2 separate regions of the Mus musculus genome follow, and region 2 is linked to region 1. A link is a contact called in public HiChIP or PLAC-seq data. All regions are on one chromosome and are shown on one strand. The core of a region is the stretch at or near the end of the contact, and the rest is flanking DNA. Distances in the headings are between cores, read along the strand shown.

Region 1 (3,582 bases), core at 128-2,627:
GCTAAAGCGTCCTGGACAGGGGACAACTCCATTTCTGAAACCTATTCTCTTTTTCTCTCTCTCGTGTTCAAGGCCTCACTCTTTATCTCCTTCTGGGAATTCTGCCAAAGAGAGAAGAGGCACAGTGGTAGCTACCGATAGTTGTTCTCCAGCGCCCTGCTTTTCTAACTTTCCCAATTTCTCTTCAACGTGACTAATTCTTTTACTTATATATTTACCATTCCTATTTCTGGGAATTAAGGACAACATAAATGTACTTGAGCTAAGAATTTTTCTAACATCTGTTTTGGTTGTTGTTGTTTTTTGTTTTTTACTCTTTTTATTTTATTTTAAATCCTACTCCTTTCACCTGGAGCAGCTCCTGGCTGTGGACAAATGCCTATTTAGAATTCCCTCGCCCCATTATGCAGCCACACCTTAGGCGAAGCCCATGTCGGGCCAACACTTCTTCAGCCTAGCCTGTATCCTCCTGAAAGCACTTTTTTACAGCAGCAGTTTCAAAAAATAAAATTTATGGCTAGCACTAGCATTAATGCTGCATGTTGCTTACAGTGCTTCATGGATACTTTCACTTTTCTTCTGTTTTCTGTGGCGCTCCACCCAAGACAGCACTTCTCAGTAGTCCCCCCTTCACCCCCACCCCAGTTTTCAAGTCCATCTGTAGCCATCTAGCAGCCATGGTTGAACTGGGTTTACCTGAAACGGGGGCTAGAAATAAGGTAAAGGGGTGAGAGAAGGATGAAGCTAAGACAAAGGTTCTGATCAAGGCTCAAAGTTTGATAATAAGCTTTGTGTTTATAAAGGAAAAAAAAAACCCACAAAATCCATCCACTTCTTCAGCTTGAGTATGTTGTAGCAGCAAGGTCAGCGCAAAAACCTTAAAGTTCCCATGGGTACCTGCAATTGCAGCCAAGACAGATGTCTGTGTCCAGGTTGATAAGGTCTGTTTAGCCTGCTGAAGGCTGGGAATACTGCTCATCCTTTTCATGGCTGGGAAAGGCTTACCCAAAGCTGAGAAGGCTACACTGGGACACAGGCACTGACCACCTTTCTTTATTTTTCTGTGCCTGCTGAATAAGATCTCTACCTCCAGCCCCAGTAGTTAAAAGTCTTTTCTTCCTTTCTCACTTTAAACTTATGATCTGCTTTGTCACAAGTATGTCCATCCACTAAGTGCTGGCACACTTCTGGCATCGCTAAGTGGAGGTAGCCAAAGCATCCAGAAAGTACCAGAAAGATCAGCTGCCCAATCTGAGGCAAAGTGGCCAAGAGCCAGAGGATAGGCTAGATTGTGGGTCCGCAGGCACTCACCTGGCCTTACTTACTCTCTTCCTTTTCCTACTCGGGAGCGGCCGCACCCTGGCCTTCAGACTCCTCCCGACTCTCCGCCCCCCATAAGTATTTAAGGCCTCGGGCGCGGTTGGGGCCTCCTCATCTCTTCTCTGCTTGCTACCAGTCCGGAAATCGAGAATCTAGGAGAATCTAGGGTATGCTCTTCGGTGGGCTGAGGCGGGGGTGGGGTGGCGGGGTGGGGGTGGGGAGCTGGGGACGCAGGCGGGTGTGGCGCGCGGCGAGAGCCCTGTGGACCTGACTCGGGTTCCCTCTGCTGCACAGCGGCTTCAGCGGGCCGTGACGCAGCCAAGTGAGTCGCCTTGTGATCCCAGCCATCTGGTGACATCGCCGCCCTCCCAGATCTGCCAGAGTCCTTGGAGGCGACGGCTAGCGAGGGATGGGGGCTGCGCGGAGCCGGCCTGGCTGCTGCGCGGGGCCCCGGGGCTACAGGTGATCACGTATGTCCTTCGATCCGGAGTGAACCTGGAGACTCCAGAGACGCAGGCTGGTGACGCACTAGGACGGGCGTTGGGATCTGGGAGGTGGGGGAGAGAGACCAAGGGCTGGGTGCTCAGACCCTTTCCTGTCCAGTGTGCCTGAATCTCCCAGGGGCGCTGCCCAGGCTGTGCTGGGAAGTTTGTGACAAATCTTAAGCACCCCGGAGGCCCACAAACATAAATACTTGTGAGAAACAATTCCAGATCTTTGGGTTTTGTTTGTTTGTTTGTTTGTTTGTTTTCCCTCCTACTAAACTCACAAATTTGATATCTGTCAGGTTAGGAGAAAATCATGGGCAAAGTTTTTGACAGTTTCTGTGCCAGAAGCACTTGGCATGTGAACTTGTTTTTTCCTCCCTCCTCTTTTTGATGGACCCAGAGCCTTGTAATGCTGAGCAAGTTCTTTCCTACTGAGATACATGCCTGGTCTTCCTCCTTTCCTCCCGTTAGGTTAGGTCTTTTCTCCACATTAGGATCAGAAATATGGACAGCTAGTATTCATATGGTGTCAGAAACACTGAGTGAGGGAAAACTGGGCGAGGTTTGGCACTTATTTTTCTGACTGCTTGGGAGGCAATTGATTGTAATAGGTCTTTTCCAGAGGCTGCTCATTTCCTTCCTCCAGTGGCTTAGGAGTTGGGTGTTGGATCTAATATATCAAGTAACCTTGGGTAAAAGTATGTGTGATCAGGGACTGTGGCGCTGGGGCTTGTGGGATGATTGCTGTTATCCGTTTACATGGGGTGTGTCCTAGTGTTTCAAGGCTGCTCTGAGTAATTGTATCCGATATGGCTTGTGTCATCACGCAGAAAGGGTGTGTTTGGGGCACTCTTGGCTCCATATACCAAGTTTATTTGGCTTCCTATACCTGCATGTCTCCCCATACCATCTCATACATGGATTTTACTTTTAGTCAACATGAAGCAGAAATCAAAATCTGATAGAAAACATTGAAGGAGAACTGAGATGTGTTGCTGTATACCTGTAATCCCAGGACCCAGGAGGCTGACGCAGAGAAATGAGAGTTTGAGCCCAATCTGGACTGCATAGACTCTTTCCCCTTTCTTGTTTTCTAAACAGCATGCTAATAGGGATCATTTATCTAGCTTTTACATTGTGCTGGGTATTTACACATCTCTAAACCATTTAAAGTTCACAGGGGCACTTATATTGGTTAGATCAAATATTAAGTTATTTTACATAAGTTAACTGAACACTTGAAGATTTGGCATCTTCAGATATCAACTGATATTCTTCAGATACCCAGAAATGACTGGGTACTTAAAGTTCCATTAGTCCGTTTTTAGTTCAAAGCATCTTTAAATTAGTTTAGTGAGTCAACAGTTGTACCTCCCACCATCATCCCCTTCTCTATCCAAAAGAGCCTTCAAGCATGTGCTGTAGGGTCACATGGAATACCAACTCTCTGCTTTCTGGACATGGGATTAAGCCACACAGTCAGTCTTTGCAGACCTTTCAGCTGTGTGTTGTCATTGTGCTAGTGAAAGGGAACAGATATTTGACCCTATTGCTTATATGCCCTTCTTGGCCAACCATCTCAGTAACCACTGGCCTCCAAGTGCCATACAAATGACATCCTTTGTGTGTTCTTGCACTTGGAGAAGGTTGGTGATGATTTTCTAACTGGCAGGAGTGGAGTCACTCAGGAGACAGTACTCAGGAACACCAAAAGTTACTGTCTTGATTAGGTCAGCATCTTGGCCAGGCCATTGAAGGGCCATCCTGATTATAT
Region 2 (3,664 bases), core at 965-3,464, 180 kb before region 1:
GTCACTTTCAGATTTGGATGATCAGCTTTGGTTTTGGAAAGTTAAGTTCTCTCTCTCTCTCTCTCTGTGTATGTGTGTGGGGTTATGTGCACATGTGTATGCAGGTGTACTTGCTTATGCAAGCTCATGTAGAAGTCAGAGACTGATAATCAGAATGTCTTTCTCAATCTCTTCTCCACCTTATTTTTTGAGACAGGGTCTCTCAGTGAACCCTTAGCTCACTGTCTCAGCTAGAACAGCTCGGTAACAGACTCCAAAGAACCATCTGTCTCTGCCCACTGGGACTGCAGTTAGACGTTCCTGATTTTTACGTGGGTTCTGGGGATCTGAACTCGAATCTTTATGTTTACACTCTGTCCTAGTTTTATTCCTGTTGCTGGGATAGATGCCCTGACAGAAACAACTAAAGGAAGAAGGGGTTTCTTTTAGCACACACTACGTTACAGTCGATGGTCGTGGTGAAGCCACGGTGGTTAGAGCTCAAGACTCTGGGAAGCATTACATAGTGAGGAGACAGAGGAAGGAGGTACTTACTCTGGCTTGCTCCAATCCCCTGCCTTCAGTTTTACAGCCCAGGCCCCACAGGAAATGGTGCCAGACATGTTTAGGCTGCATAGCCTCAATTCAGTGGCACCAATCAATTCCCCCCACCTCACCCCCCACAGGCACCTGGGACTGTTTCATTCAATTGCTGTGTCAAATACCATGCTCAAAAGCACTTTAGAAGAGGAAAGGCTTTATTGTGGCTTCCAGTAACAGTCCATCACTGGGTGAAAACCAGGGCAGGAACTCAGGCAGGAACTTGAAGCAGAAGCCATAGAGATGCAGCATCTACTGGCTCACTCACCCCTAAACCCACACTGAGCCAGCTTTCTTTCATTTCCCAGGGCCCCTTGCCCAGAGAGAACATTGCCCTCCACAGTCAGAAGGGCCTCTGTATCTCTTAAAAACCAAGGCAATCTCACAGAGGCACACCACAGACCAACCTGACAGAGATAATTACTTGAGACTCTTCAAGTGATTCCAGGTTGTGTCAAATCCACAGCTAATGCTAACTAGGTCACTGTCAATCTCAACAGTTCTTCACCAGGCCTCCCTTCCACAGTGTGTCGACTTGACAAGACTACCACATACAACAAGCACTTTATCCTTTGAGCAATCTCCACATCCCTAAGTCATCCTAACAGAGCCTTCCACTGCCTCTGGACCAGCTGGCTTTCCACGATGGAGACAAAATTCCGAATGTGGCGGACTGAACAGAGGAAATACTATTTGGGTTCATGGTTTTGGGTTATGTCCTGTTACTTTGGGACTGTGGCAACAGAGCAAGCACATCATGGCCAGCGAATATGGTTAAAAAAAAAAAAAAGGAAGTAAATAAGTATACCTCCTGGTTGCTGGGAAGCCAAGAGAAGAGGGGGAAGCCAGGGTCCCAGGGTACCAGGGTCCCTGTAGGTCCCTGTATTGGCCAAAGGTTCTTTAGAAGACTAGAATAGGTGAATGTGAGTGTATGTCTACATAGATGCATGTGGCTTGCATAATAAGGTTCTGGTGACCTGACAAAGGCTGTATGTATGCAGGAGAGGCTATTCAGAGCACAAAGCTGGATACTGAAGGGCTCTAGCAGGCCCAAGCATGGCAAACACAGACCTGAGAATGGCAAACATGGCTGTCAGACCTTGCCTTTCCCCTATTTCCTTTACCTTGCTAAACAGATTATATTCTTGAAGCTAGTCTCCAAGGTCCCTCACTCCTTCTGTCTGAGGCTAACTACCAAGATCCAGCTATCAAAATATTGAAATCCAGAAATTAAAAGCTCCCTTTGGTTCACCTAATTAACATACCCAAATTAAAACAAAACACCTCACCTAGCACCAGGTTTCCCCCATTTTTCCCTTATAAACTTCCATGTTCAGGTGGGCCATATCTGTCTCCTCTCTATCCAGAGACAGTCCTTTGTCAATCTGGGACAAATATCTTTTCCCCCACTCTCTGTCCTTCCCCTTCTCCCTCATCCTTCATTTCCTGTCTTTGTCTCTTATTCCTTGCCCTTTCTCCCTCTGAGGCAAATAAATCTCCTTTGTGCTAAGAACTTGGTCTTGGGGTGTCTTGTGTGGATTCTGGAACTTTCAGATACCACAGCAATTCCATTCTGGAGCCAAAGGCTCCAGATTCCTGGTGAGTCATTGGTATTCGTTCCAGGATGGAAGGCCGAAAGAAGTCAGAGTCTGATGGTAATGGTGGCAGCGGCAGTGGGAGCCACAGGACTGGAGTCCTCTGCAAGAGACAAAGGCAAGCATCACTGATTTTCCCTCAGAGCTTGTATCCCAGCTGTGTCACCCACAGTGAGGGGAGCACCACCCCCAAACACAACTCTGGAATCTCCCTCAGAGACATGGCCAGAGCCATTGTCTCCTAAGTATTTCAGATTCAGTAAAATTAAACAAGAGCCATTACAGCCCCAATGGTCTGGGTCCCTCCTCCTACAGGTTCTACCTCTTCAAGCTGGGAATCATGTCTTAAACAAAAAGGCCTGTGTGGGACATCCCAGATCCAAACTGTAGCACATGATCTTGGAAGTCTCCATGGCCTTAGTCTGGCATTTCTTCAGAAATTCTGTGAAATATTCAGGGCATCAAGTTGCTCTGCCTTCTTGCTTCCAAGTTGTGTGACTTTGAGCAACTTACTCAACCTCTCTGTGGTTTCATTTCTTCACCTATACATCTCAAATGATCGTTGTACAGTCATTATAAGGTTGAACACAAATGAGCAGTGTATGACACTATTATGGCTTGTCATTGTTGATGACGTGAAAGGGATTACAGGAGTCTGACTCCCTAAGCAGAAAGGCACACCTCTGCCAGTGTCTCCTCTGGAGCCGCAGCTGCATACAGGTCAAAGAACAGGATTACATCGGTGCCACGCTGTAACTGTGGGAGGCATGAGTCACACATTGGACACTCTCCAGAGTATTAGGTTGAATCATATGAAATTGTGAAATTCTGTGGAGAAAACCATGGATTACTATCAGGTGATCCCACTGCCAAGCCTTGAGCAAAGGAAATGGAGAATACAGGGTTTTCAGCACCCCAATGCCCTACACCCTGAACTCTTTCCTCTTGTCCTTGTTTCTTATGATGAGCCATGACCCAGGTTAGATCTTCTGAGTCCACATCTGGCTCCTTAGTCTTGGCAATTGCCTGCTTATCACCTGGAATCTCCATCAGATGCACGTTCTGATCCAGTGGTCCTGAGGAGTAGTCAGGAATCCTAGACTTGTAGCAAGCTTGGGGGGGGGGGGGCAGGGGCTGCCACTTGTCCCCTGAAAAGGAGACTCCTGAATATCATGGCAGCTGTGACTCATGGCATCTGCAGAGAGCCCAGTGAATCCTTCCTCTTGCAACATTAACACGTCAAGACAGAATTAAGAAAGTGACTGAAGGGCGGCAGCACCTGTCAAGCTCCTGCCCTTCCCATCTCCATGGTTTTCAGATGCTATCCCACCAGTAAGCCCACAAATTCTTTCCTTTTTTTCCCTTGCCTTTCTCCACTGAGCATCTTCAGCCATGTTTACTGATACCTGCCACTTGACAAATGCTGCATACAAGGAGAACTCTGTCTGTATGCTTTTTGGAATCAATTTGAGACGCCTTCCAGGGTGCAT

Evidence for each region. HiChIP or PLAC-seq counts read pairs in DNA pulled down with a chosen protein or histone mark.
Region 2: a FOXA1 HiChIP or PLAC-seq map of pancreatic cancer cells shows a contact between it and region 1. The contact joins the promoter of 4930447K03Rik here to the promoter of 1110046J04Rik in region 1. A contact is called at or near these places in 1 of 39 promoter capture datasets (the SN4741 cell line) and 3 of 115 datasets of contacts at active chromatin or transcription factors (embryonic stem cells and pancreatic cancer cells).

Annotation. Positions count from the first base shown.
Region 1 is chr13:33,933,827-33,937,408 of GRCm38.p6, reverse strand. 1110046J04Rik (RIKEN cDNA 1110046J04 gene) reads right to left here and starts at 1,377. Exons shown (of 5, transcript NR_040707.1): 1 at 1,312-1,377. Serpinb6a (serine (or cysteine) peptidase inhibitor, clade B, member 6a) reads left to right here and starts at 1,326. Exons shown (of 7, transcript NM_009254.3): 1 at 1,326-1,487.
Region 2 is chr13:34,111,822-34,115,485 of GRCm38.p6, reverse strand. 4930447K03Rik (RIKEN cDNA 4930447K03 gene) reads left to right here and starts at 2,214. Exons shown (of 5, transcript NR_046184.1): 1 at 2,214-2,292.